Regions from separate parts of the Drosophila melanogaster genome. Here region 2 is linked to region 1. Evidence: chromatin contacts called from public Hi-C data. All regions are on one chromosome and are shown on one strand. The core of a region is the stretch at or near the end of the contact, and the rest is flanking DNA. Distances in the headings are between cores, read along the strand shown.

Evidence for each region. A called contact is a pair of places that touch in the nucleus more often than the background predicts.
Region 2: a Hi-C map of the Kc167 cell line shows a contact between it and region 1, with 3 times the contacts expected there. A contact is called at or near these places in 4 of 107 Hi-C or Micro-C datasets (the Clone 8 cell line, the Kc167 cell line and embryo).

The regions. Positions count from the first base shown.
Region 1 is chr3L:23,094,828-23,100,716 of dm6, reverse strand. It overlaps CkIIalpha (casein kinase IIalpha), which reads right to left and starts at 3,645. Exons shown (of 4, transcript NM_001300224.1): 1 at 3,243-3,645; 2 at 2,960-3,157; 3 at 360-472. It overlaps RpL10 (Ribosomal protein L10), which reads left to right and starts at 5,246. Exons shown (of 5, transcript NM_001275304.1): 1 at 5,246-5,280; 2 at 5,412-5,442; 3 at 5,506-5,811; 4 at 5,871-5,889. The coding sequence starts at 5,420.
Region 2 is chr3L:23,255,863-23,261,751 of dm6, reverse strand. The region is part of intron 5 of nAChRalpha4 (nicotinic Acetylcholine Receptor alpha4); the gene reads right to left. Among named protein-coding and RNA genes, the nearest start is that of lncRNA:CR46475, 20 kb to the left of the region's middle.

The DNA of each region.
Region 1 (5,889 bases), core at 2,396-4,895:
GTTTTTGTTTGAAAGACTTTTACCCTAATTCTATAATCAGCTAAAAGTCTGTCTTACGATTATTATAAATGTTTTAATTAAAATAATTTAGGAAGAATGTATTATATTAAAAAGCTGCAAAACAAATAATGTAAGAAGTACAAACATGTGGGTTTCTTAATCGTGTGCACTTAATTAATATTTTTCAGCATGAATTTATTAAGTTATAGAGCAACCAAAAGAGTTTAATCGATGGTTTGCGCCGCGCTTGCAAAAAGGCGGTTCTTGCAGACATACATATTTTCCACGCAAATACTGTTGGAATTCAGTGGAATTCAATCAATGCACGTGCCTAAGTATAAATATGGATAAAAACGTACCCAATTTTTGAAGATTGATTGTTATAAGCTGGCTTGCCAAAGTATTTTAAAAGATTTCTCCGTCTCGTATGATATCCACAGTGTATGCCGGGTATGTTCCTCACAGTTTTGCACTAATTTATATAATAAGCAGGTATACTAATGAAAATAAATTTTAAATTTGCTTTTATATAAATACTTAGATATTTATTAATACATATATTATGCGAAATCATTTACATAAATAAACCCTTGGTATATACAAAAGTGTATATAAAATATATGTGCATACATAAATCCATGTGTATGCAATGTTATATTTCAATGAATACATTCGCTACTGAACAAATTATTAGTAAAAACGAGTACATACGCCAATGTTAAAAATACACACGAATATCATAATGACAACCACTCTAAAATTCAGAAAAAACTTTAGACGAGTTCACCGGCTTCATGACGGCATGATTCAGAATGGCCCCATATGTACCTATTTATGTACATGCATAAAAAATTTCAAAGACTTTCCACAACATATATACAATTATTGATATATTTCACTGATTTCATGCTCTTGAGAAAATACGCTGTAACGCAAAATCCGCATATACATGTTAATTTAATGCCATTTAATGACAAGAGTAATAATACTCACGTCTTAGTAAAAAAAAAACCAGTGTACGTGGTTACGGAGAAAATTTTTCATATTTTAAGAAGGTTAGCTTAACCGCCGTCTATTTTACTGCATAACAAAACAGTAGGTAGTCAAGATAGATCAAAAAATCATCCTTATGTCAGAAACGATGGAAGTGAAACTGATCCAGCTATTTTATAAAATTAGTTAGGAATTTATTTAGGGTCTATTATTATTTTATTTCTGTCGGGGAAACACTGATAGATTACATTTGTTTATAAAAACAATAACATACGATTATTGAAATCTGTGGTTAGAATTATAGAATATATACAGTTTGTCAAGAAACTGTTTACACACTGTAAAATAAGTTGAATTTTTGACTTTAAAGCTAAAAATTAAGGGTTTTTTTTCTTAATTAAACGCATTTTTTTTTATAAAATATAATTAAACAATATTTATTTTACTTATAAATCAAAAAACAAATTAAAAATATTAAATATACAAGAAAATAAACAACAAATTCCAAGTTTACACACTTTTGAGACTGTCAAGAAACTCTTTACACATTTTGTTTTCCTACTTTGTTTTGTTCTTTTTCTTAGAACGAACTCGATTTTTCCGTTATTTTTGGCTTTGCATTGCTTTTTACAACGCTTCTATTGAAATTTGTTGACTTTGCTTGTTAAATTTTGCTGATCAAACGTGCTTAAAGCGAATTATTAAATTTAATAAAATGCCTGGAAAGAGATTAACTTTTGAAGTTACCCAATTAATAAACTATAACCACCAGTTGGGAAAATCTTTTCCAGAATTAGTATAAATGTTTCCTGTATCCCGTAAGACCGTCTACAATGTTTTAAAAGGCTCGGAAAAAGAGGGCAGGCTTGAACCTAAGAGTGGTGGTGGGCGGAAAATTAATATTAAAAAGCGTGTAGACCGCTTTATTATGCGAATAGTGATTGCGAACCCCCGAATCTCGGTCAGAGCACTTGCTCTGGATATCAGGCAAGAATGTCACCTAACTGTGTCACACGAAACTGTGCGCCAAGTCATCCTACGCCATAGGTACTCTTCAAGAGTTGCAAGGAAAAACCCTTTGCTATCAGATGCCAATATTGAAAAGCGTCGATCATTCGCTGTGAGCATGATGGATCATGCGGAAGAGTACTGGGATGACGTCATATTTTGTGACGAAACAAATATGATGCTCTTTTATAACGACGGGCCAAGCAGAGTATGGCGCAAACCGTTGAGTGCGCTAGAAAAACAAAATACCATTCTAACGATAAAATTTGGAAAAATGTCACTAATGGTTTGGGGCTGTATCACCAGCCGTGGAGTGGGAAAACTAGCCTTAATTGAGAGCACAATAAATGCCGTGCAATATCTAGGAATTTTAAAAAACAAATTTGAAGGCCAGTGCAGAAAAATTTGGTCTAGTTAGCAACAACAAGCCAAATTTTATATTTTAAGAGGACATGATCAGAAACATAAAGAGTGCAATGTACGCACCTGGCGCCCTTATAACTGTGGTAAAGTGATCGATACGCCCCCTCAGAGTCCTGATCTGAACCCCATTGAAAATTTGTGGACCTACTTAACGAAGAAGGTGGCAAAAAGGGACCTAAAACACAACAACAGCGTATGACTGTAATAGTCGAAGATTGTGAAAAGATCCCGTTTGAATATGACCTGCAAAAACTTGTCCAATCCATGAAAAAAAGGCTTCAACTTGTAGCTAAAGCCAATGGGGAACATACTACATACCAAAACTTTTAAAATTTTAATAAAATAATTTAAAAATTTAGGATTAAACTAAATAAATTAAACAAAACACTAAATGTGTTTTGTGTAAAGAGTTCACAGTGTGTAAACAGTTTTTTGACAAACTGTATATATATTCTATATATATTATAGAATTATTATATTATATTATATTATATTATATATATCAATACTCTGATTTCGGTGCAAATATGCTTACCACGTGCCATCGTTGCTGAACTTTGACTGATCTGCAGTAATTTTAAACTTATTTTGTTCTGCATTTTGTTTTACTTTGCAGATTATACCAAGATAGTTTTTCCGTTGTTCTTCTGTTCAGATAACGGTAAGCTTGAAAATCCCAGTCGGAAGTACGGAAGGTATCAAAGGAAATAAGTATTACTAAGTGCTTCTTTTTCTGCATAACAACAACAAAAAATTACGATCTTGACGATTAAGAATTGGAAATGCAACTGGACAGAAACGTAATAAATAAACCACACCTTTTCGCCCTTCTCTGTCTGCTTCTATTGTTTTCGTCATTTTCTTATTGTGAGTACGGTTAGTTTAAATTCTTCGTGTCCTTTTTACTATGGCGATCAAAAATATTACTTCAGTGAAAGAAAATGTACATACAGTTTGTCAAGAAATTGTTTGCACAATGAAAATAAATTGTATATTTGACTTTCAATGCAAAAATATAAAGGCCTTTTATTAAAAGGCATGAATTTATTTTTATTGATAACTATTTATTTATATGTTTTTTATCAATATGTGAAAAAAAAATAACAAAACTATTGACAATGAACAAGAAAAACAACTGAAACCAAGTTTGCATAGATTTGACACTGTCAAGGAATTCTTTTGTTTTCAATTTTGCTCCTATTCCGAGAAATTTCGATAACTAAACGGTACAGAATCGTCATTTACATATTTCTTTATACTCGTTGCATTTGGTTGAGAAAGTGAAGTGATCTTTGCTCCAGTTAGTTTTGAGAAATTTAGAAATGCCTGGCAGAAGATTGAGTTTATAATCACCATTTGGGAAAATCTGTCACGGAATTGTCAGAAATGTTTTCTGCATCGCGGGGAACAATTTATAACGTAATTAATCGCACAAAAACGAGGGCAGATTGGAATCAAAATGTGGAACAGGACGTAAAAATAAAATTTCCAACCGTTCAAACCGAGTTACTATGCGAAAAATTTATGAAAATCCGCAAATATCTTTAAGAACTGTTGCTAATTAGCTTAAGGAGGGCTGCGATCTGGATGTGTGACACGAAACAGTGCGCCAAGCCATACTCCGTCATAAGTACCACTCACGGGTAGCAAGAAAAAAACCGATGCTGCCGACAATTAACATCGAAAAGCGGCTTACTTTCGCTATCGAAATGCAACATCAGCCAGAAGATTACTGGAATAACGTAATTTTCTGCGACGAAACCAAGATGATGTGTTATACGACGATGGACCCAACAGAATGTGGCGTAAGGCGCTAACTGCGCTGGAGAACCGCAACCGTCAAGTTTAGCAAAATGTCGGTTATGATTTGGGTATGCATCTAGTCGAGGAGTTCGAGATTTGGCATTCATATTGATCACAATGAAAGCAGAGCATTATTTAAACATTTGAAATGCAATCTGACATCCAGCGCCATTTGGTTTTTATAAGAACAATAGACCTGATTTCAAATTCACAAAGTGAATTAGTCGATAGGCCAATTGGAAGAGACTACTATTACTGTCTGTTTTCTGTCTGTCTGTAAATTACAGAAAAATTAATAAAAAATCTTTGATATCCAATTCTGTAAGCTGCCTTCGAAATGTTCAGTTAAAAGACTAGACCATTCCAGCCTTTTGCCGATTATGTTACTACGTAAAATATCTGGTGTGCCTCAGAAAATACTCTCATTCCTACTTTGGATATCCAAAACGAGATTGGCCACCTAGTCTGATTCGGATTATCTGAGTTTGGGTCTATAATAAATGAAGCAATACAATTGTAAGCTCAATGTTTCTGCTGCTTATAACATATAAATCTTTGTAACTTTATTCTAGGATAGTAACAACTCTTAGCGGTCCGTTCGAAATGACTGCTGAAAATGGCTAAAATACAAAACCATGAAGTGTAATATATATAATGTGAATTTTTGTAAATGTTACTGTTATATTTATCTGCCCGAATACCAATGACTTAGTTATGATAAGCACAAATCTGGGTTGAAAAACATAAGGTGTGCTTATGGTTGAGGTAAGATTCTAATTTACTTATTTAGTTGTAGTTTTTTAGCTTTGACGTTTAATCGCCAAAAATATTTTTTATTCCAATAAAAATGTATCGAAGAACACGAACACATACATATTTTACAGTATGTAGATTTTAGTGAGAACAACATATAAAGCAATTCAGTTTTGATTTCAAATTGTTTCAAAACAAAGGAAAACACTTATCTCAAGTACATGATTATCGGTTTGCGACGAAACCTTTTGTGCTTCCGGTGTTCGTGTCTTCCTTTTCTCGTGTGCTTCGTTGGAAGAGGTTAGTGAGCGGTAAATGATCTTTGGAAATCTAATATGTTTCATGTTTATAGAAGTTTATATTATCTTACCAAGTTTCTGTTTTGTGCTGTGATGTTAGCATATATTTTATTTATTTGTTTTATTTTTCAGGAGTCGAAATGGGCCGACGACCAGCTAGATGGTAAGCAAATCAGTAATTTTGTATGAACTGTCCGTTTAGTAAAACTCTTATTTCATCCTCCAGCTACCGCTATTGCAAAAATAAGCCGTACCCTAAATCTCGGTTTTGCCGTGGTGTCCCTGATCCAAAAATTCGTATATTTGATTTGGGAAGAAAAAAAGCTACAGTTGAGGATTTTCCCCTGTGTGTTCATTTGGTTTCTGATGAATACGAACAGCTGAGTAGTGAAGCTTTGGAAGCTGGACGCATTTGTTGCAACAAGTACTTGGTGAAGTACTGCGGTAAGGACCAGTTCCACATCAGAATGCGCCTGCATCCATTCCACGTCATTCGCATCAACAAAATGTTGTCGTGCGCTGGAGCTGATAGGTAAATAATATTTCATATCTGTGTTAACTACTGTATTCTTATGACCTCTTTTGCACTAGGCTTCAAACTGGAATGCGA
Region 2 (5,889 bases), core at 1,767-4,266, 160 kb before region 1:
GGATCTGAGCCGGTCGATCTGGCCATGTCCGTCCGTCCGTTCATCCATCCGTATGAACGTCAAGATCTCAGGGACTATAGAAGCTAGAGTTAGGATTAGGTAGGTATACAGTTTTCAGAGACACAAACGCAGCGCAAGTTTGTTGACTCATTCACTCTAACGCCCACAAACCGCTCTGTATACCAAAAACACTGTGGCCACGCCCATCCGGACAAAACCGGAAGGACAAAACCGTCATGCCCACACTTTTAAACAATTTCTGTATTGTTTTTCATTTTATTCCGCAATTGATATCCCAGAAAAATTATGAAATTTCGCGTTCGCATTAACACTTCCTGAGTAACGGGTATCTGATAGTCGGGAAAATCTGTTGTTTTTTATTGCAGAAAATCCGGAGAAATAGAAGGGAATGCGCGAAAATTTACATATTGAATATTTGACCTGTTCAACCCAGTGAAGCAAACGGCTTAAAACTATTATATTCTAATATATCCGGTACTCCGTTTCTATTTTCAAAGGTATAGATATTTTGGTGTTACATATTAAAATTGTTATTTTTAATCTTACGGTGTGAGGCAAAATATATTATCTTGTATTTAAGTCATGTTCATGTGTGAGCTGTAACTGTTATGCAATTACAAATCTGTTGATATTTTTTTATATTTTTATAACTTTTGTAAATTTCTATCGATTTGGAAAAAAACTTTTTGCCACGCCCACTATAATGCTCCAAGACCGCCCAAAACTGCCACGCCCACATTTAAACAATAAATTTTGTAAATTTGTTTTAAATAATTTTATTAGTCTTGTAAATTTCTATCAAATTACCAAGCACTATTTGCCACGACCACTCCAACGCCCTACAACCGCGCAAAACTTCCACGCCCACATTTTTTAAAAATGTTTAGATTTTTTGTCGTCTCATTGTTTGTCTTGCAAATTTTTATGAGTAACGAGTATCTGATAGTCGGGGAACTCGAATATACAATAGCATTCTCTCTTCTTTTTATATTGGATACAAGTTGATATTGCTTTCCAAAACTCGAATTCGAACATCGGGTGACTACATCCTCCGGCGACTACAGAACTGTGGTCCTACTTCCGCGAAGAGATACACACTTTCACGACCTTCCGCATTGTAATGCGTCGAATGCCTGCAGAAAGAAGGGCACAACGGTCTTGCATATACACCTCACCAAACAAATTAACGCAACTCCAACTTAACATGAGATTCGTCGATTTAAAACTGAATGAAAGAAACAAGCTTATAAAAAACATCTCTGTTGTCTGCAGACATAAAGCTATCTGGGCAAAGCCAAGCAATCAGTCAATATGGGCACTAAGGCTTACTTAGGCACGCGGTTAGAATCACCCAACCTCGGACTGTAATTTCGGACCGGACGTTTCTAAATGCTGCTATCACTAAGGCAACTCTCAAGAAGCCAATTTTCAAGGTTGCAGAAAATATATTCAATTCAACAAGAAAAATAGGCAGCAACAGAAGATTATTCCAATGCCTCCTTCAAGTATTACACCTACCTTTAGCAAGCAAACTTTTGCCAGAGCTAATAACACGGACGATCAAAGCAGAACAACTCTGGATGCTTAGTGGGAACAGCTCTTCACGAGACTCGACAGGATGATGTTGATTATAGAGTCGCTCATGCAAGCGATCCATCTGACGCACCTTCCCCTCACCTTCTCACACAATTGCTGCCTGGAATGCGAACGGCGCCTCCTGGAAAGTCGACGAGATATTGCTTTTCCTCAGCTGTTCGCAATACATTTGTAGAATTACGGAAATGGGCAAACCCTTATAAGGTCTACAATATACTCCCATCAACTCTCTCGAATGAGCAGTCTCCTTCCAGCCTACAGGTTAGCGGAGGCAAACATTTTGTTACTTCGGCAGAAAATACGCCAAGCATAGATGGTGGGACAACCACAAAATGTGTGGCAGAGGTATGATTTGTCTTTTTTTCTAGCGGACAAGGGCATCGAAATTGTAGCTACTGGCGAAGCTACCTGCTACCCCTTCTGTAAGAGTGCCACTCCCAGCGCCATTGGTTTTTGCCTCTCAAAGGGCTTCAGACACCAACAGATATAAGTAAGAGATCTGACTGAGCTTTCGTCTAACCATATCCCTTCAGTGAATTTGTGCTGCATTTGCATGCAAATGATGCTATTTTTTAAACACACGCCGAGGCTGCCGTCGTTCGGTGAACTGCCGGCTACGCAACCACCGCGCCAAGAAGGTCCAAAAACTATTAGAAGACCCATACTAAATCCTGAGGCAAGAGCTCTTTTGAACCTCAAAAGGAGCCTCAGGAGTCAGTTCATAGCGAAAGGGGATCCTGCAACTAAGCAGTCCCTCTCAGTGTCACAAACAGACTTCGTCGGATGCTTGCCAAAAACCACAGGAAAACCTCGACACCCTTGTAAAAGAAGGTGGCCCTGACAACAGCAGCGACTTTTCGGTCTGTTAGTTAACGAGAGGAATAAAGGGGCAGTCGCTCTGCCAATCGCCCGTACAGGAACACATACAGCATATGCCCGAAAACAGATGGTGACAAAACGTACCCATTTGCTGAGCATTTGTTCTCCACCTTCACCCCCTTCCAACTGACGGAAGACTGCCACCGAGCGAAAGTCGCAAACCTTTCGACATACCCCATATTAGACATTAGACATTACATGGCTGCTGGAACAATTTCACAGCCTTGTTAATCACGTAATACACAGCTTTCGGTCCAAGTTCCAAAATGGTGGGAGTCTTTCTGGACTTTAAAAAACAAGGTATTTCACGAGGGGTTTTTGTACAAAATTAAGGCTATTCTTTCAGCACCCCATTGCACACTTTCCTGTACATCCTCTACACAGTAGATATGCCGGTTCCGTCCCCAGTGCTCCCTCGGCCAAGGTACTTTTGGCTACATACGCTGAAGTCAAAGCTATGCTTCCATCCCACAAGTCGCTGCAAACAGCCACGAACGCAGTACAGGAATGTCTGAACGACATTAAAATCTGGGCAGCCAAGTGGGATACAGCTATAAACTGCTAAGTCCGCTTGTGTGACATTCGCACTAACTTACAATGGTGGAATGAAATTTAAAGTTTCCTGGGAGTCCACCTGGATCGAAAACTTTTGGAGGGCCCATATCACAGCTGTAAAGGCATAGGGCCTTAAGAAGCTACAAAAGCTGGACAGGCTCCTGCTGTCAAGCAAACTTTACCTTTCAACGAAAGTCCCCCTCTTCAAAGCTATAATAAATCCTAGTATGGGGAGCGGCCTCCAAACACCAACTGAAGAGGCTGAGAACTGTTCACACACGTGCTCCTCGGCATGCATGCGGACTTCCTTGGTACGTCATCAATTACGCTATCCTAAGGGAGCTCCGGATAACTCTGATTGGTGATCAGATCAACATTCACAGCATCCGGTACGCAGGCAGGCTGGCAACACACCCAAACGCATTGACGTCTACAGAGGACGCACCCACTGATCTCCCTGCCCGGATTATTTCCTAAAGAACTTTTGAATGTAATTCAGTTAAGGAGTGTTTCCAGTTTCCAGTATAATATTAAACTGCCTTGCATCGGGGACAACGCAATAAAATTGTAGACTTTTTAAACGAATACACCTCGATTCTTGCAGTATCTTCTATTATAGTAGAAGAGATAATAAGAGTACGATCCGAATTGTCTGCCTGATCATGTTCACAAAAATCTCTACGCAGCAAATATAAGCTTTATTTATTAGATAATAGACGAAACAGATATCAGGCGAAACCGTTGAAGAAGAAAATGTTTACCAAAATAAAGAATTTGATAGCGTTAGGCGCTGGTAAAAAATCTCAAGCCGCTTGGAGTAGAAACCGCGGCCTAGTTAAACAGCTGTAATCAAAATTAAGTATTGTATTAAGCCTATATACATCTAAACGAAAGTAAATAGTATGGAGTAGAAAGACAGCCGTTGACCGTAGCTATCGGACAAGTCAAACTTAAACTTTTTTCGGGAGCCGGACAACTGCACGTAGTCACACAAGTACCCCAAATCATTAGAAAATACCATTCTAATGACAAGTTGTACAAATATCAAACTTCGGTTCAGTTCAGTATAAAATGCACGTTTAATATTGAGGGCTTTTCAAAAGAACTTATGTTCTTAAATTCTTTAAGATCGAGCTACTTTACATGATTTCATTTTCTCAAGACCCCTAAATTGCGATTGGAAACGCTCATACAAATCGGACTATGTTTGTAGATTTATAATTTTCAAATTTCAACCTTGCAAAGTTTTGTAAGCATATATCTATAGGTTAATGTTTTGAGAACAAGCTTTCGCTCAGTCGGGTCTATATCTCCGAATAAAACAGAACATACATTTACAATAATATAAGCTATTTGTGCGTTCTTATACATTTTAACTAAAATTAACTCAAATTTTTTAAATTTTAATTTTAACTCGAAAATTGAGATCACGTCGGGGTCACCTAATATTTATGCCAATATGTAATATGTATGTGGCATATTATTAGGTTATTAGGCATAAATATTAGGTGACCCCGACGTGATCTCAATTTTCGAAGTCAACATTTAAAGACTACAAGGGCTTTTTAAATAAAATTCATTTTTAGCAGTGATATATCACACGATGCGTATTTTAACAAGAATTTCTATATTCATTTTTTTAGTTGACAACACCATTAAAAAAACATTCACGTTTGTTTTCTATAACTTTTTCCATCGGTAAGTGACCGTCGGGGAACTCGACTTTTATACCCGGTACTCATAAAGTAAAAGGTACACAAGGTTCGTCGAACTCGTAGAGCAGCTAAGTTTATAACCGTTACTCGTAAAATAAAAAGTACACTGGTTCGTTGAAAAGTATGCAACAAGTAGATGTAAGCGATTCTGGCCATATTAGATATATATGTACGAGTATTGTTTTGCTGGGTGAACAGTCTTGTCGATCCTGGCTTCAGTTCGCGACACAGTGGGGAATATTAATAGACCCAGAAGCCGACAAAACGAAGCTCGAAGATTCACGTCGAACTTCCACACAAAAAGAATGACGTCCTGCAATGCCATTAGTGCCAATTCTTAAATAACATAAAAAATACCTGTCATAAAGGCGTTATCTGTTCAGACGTGGTCAGCAGCGTGCCAGTAACAAGTGAAAGTTTGAATCTGTAATACTATGGATCGTTGTTGTATTGAGTACGCATTTTCTGATTTCCGTTCTTTATTGGGCATTTATACGTTTGTTCAAAAATCTTTGATAAGGTTGAAAGCAAACTTATTGGGCGGTATAAGTCTATCTATGTTAGAGGTTAGCCGACTTTGGGTATCATGACGACCAGAACACGCTTCCATTACTTAGGGAAAAGCGATAGTCTCAGATTGAAGCAAAAGTAACATTACTTTTGTAGTGGCAACGGTAATTTACTCTACATACTTCCTTCCATCAAAGATGTATTTATTAGAAGTTTTTTTTTTGAGTCATAGAACGATAGGTAGGTAGATAGATAAATTGATAGATATCTTGACATGGCACCAAGATCTTGGCTAGGGTTTTTTTTTTATTTGTTGAGGTTTTGTGTGGGCGAGGTACAAACTGAAGATTGATCCGAATTAAGATCTGGTATAGCCTTTGAATGTAACACAATTATAAAAATTCATTTTGTGATTTTGTAATTTTTTTTTTTAATAATCAGCATTAATATTATTCATATAAAAAGAATAAAATATAGATTGTAGTTGTAGTGTTCGTGTTCAAAAATGTCCGTGCAGTGTACGTATTAATAGACTATTATAAACACCAGCATGCATTAAACAAACAAAATTTCAAAAGTTTGGGAACGCGTCGAGAAAAAGAGGTATTAAAGA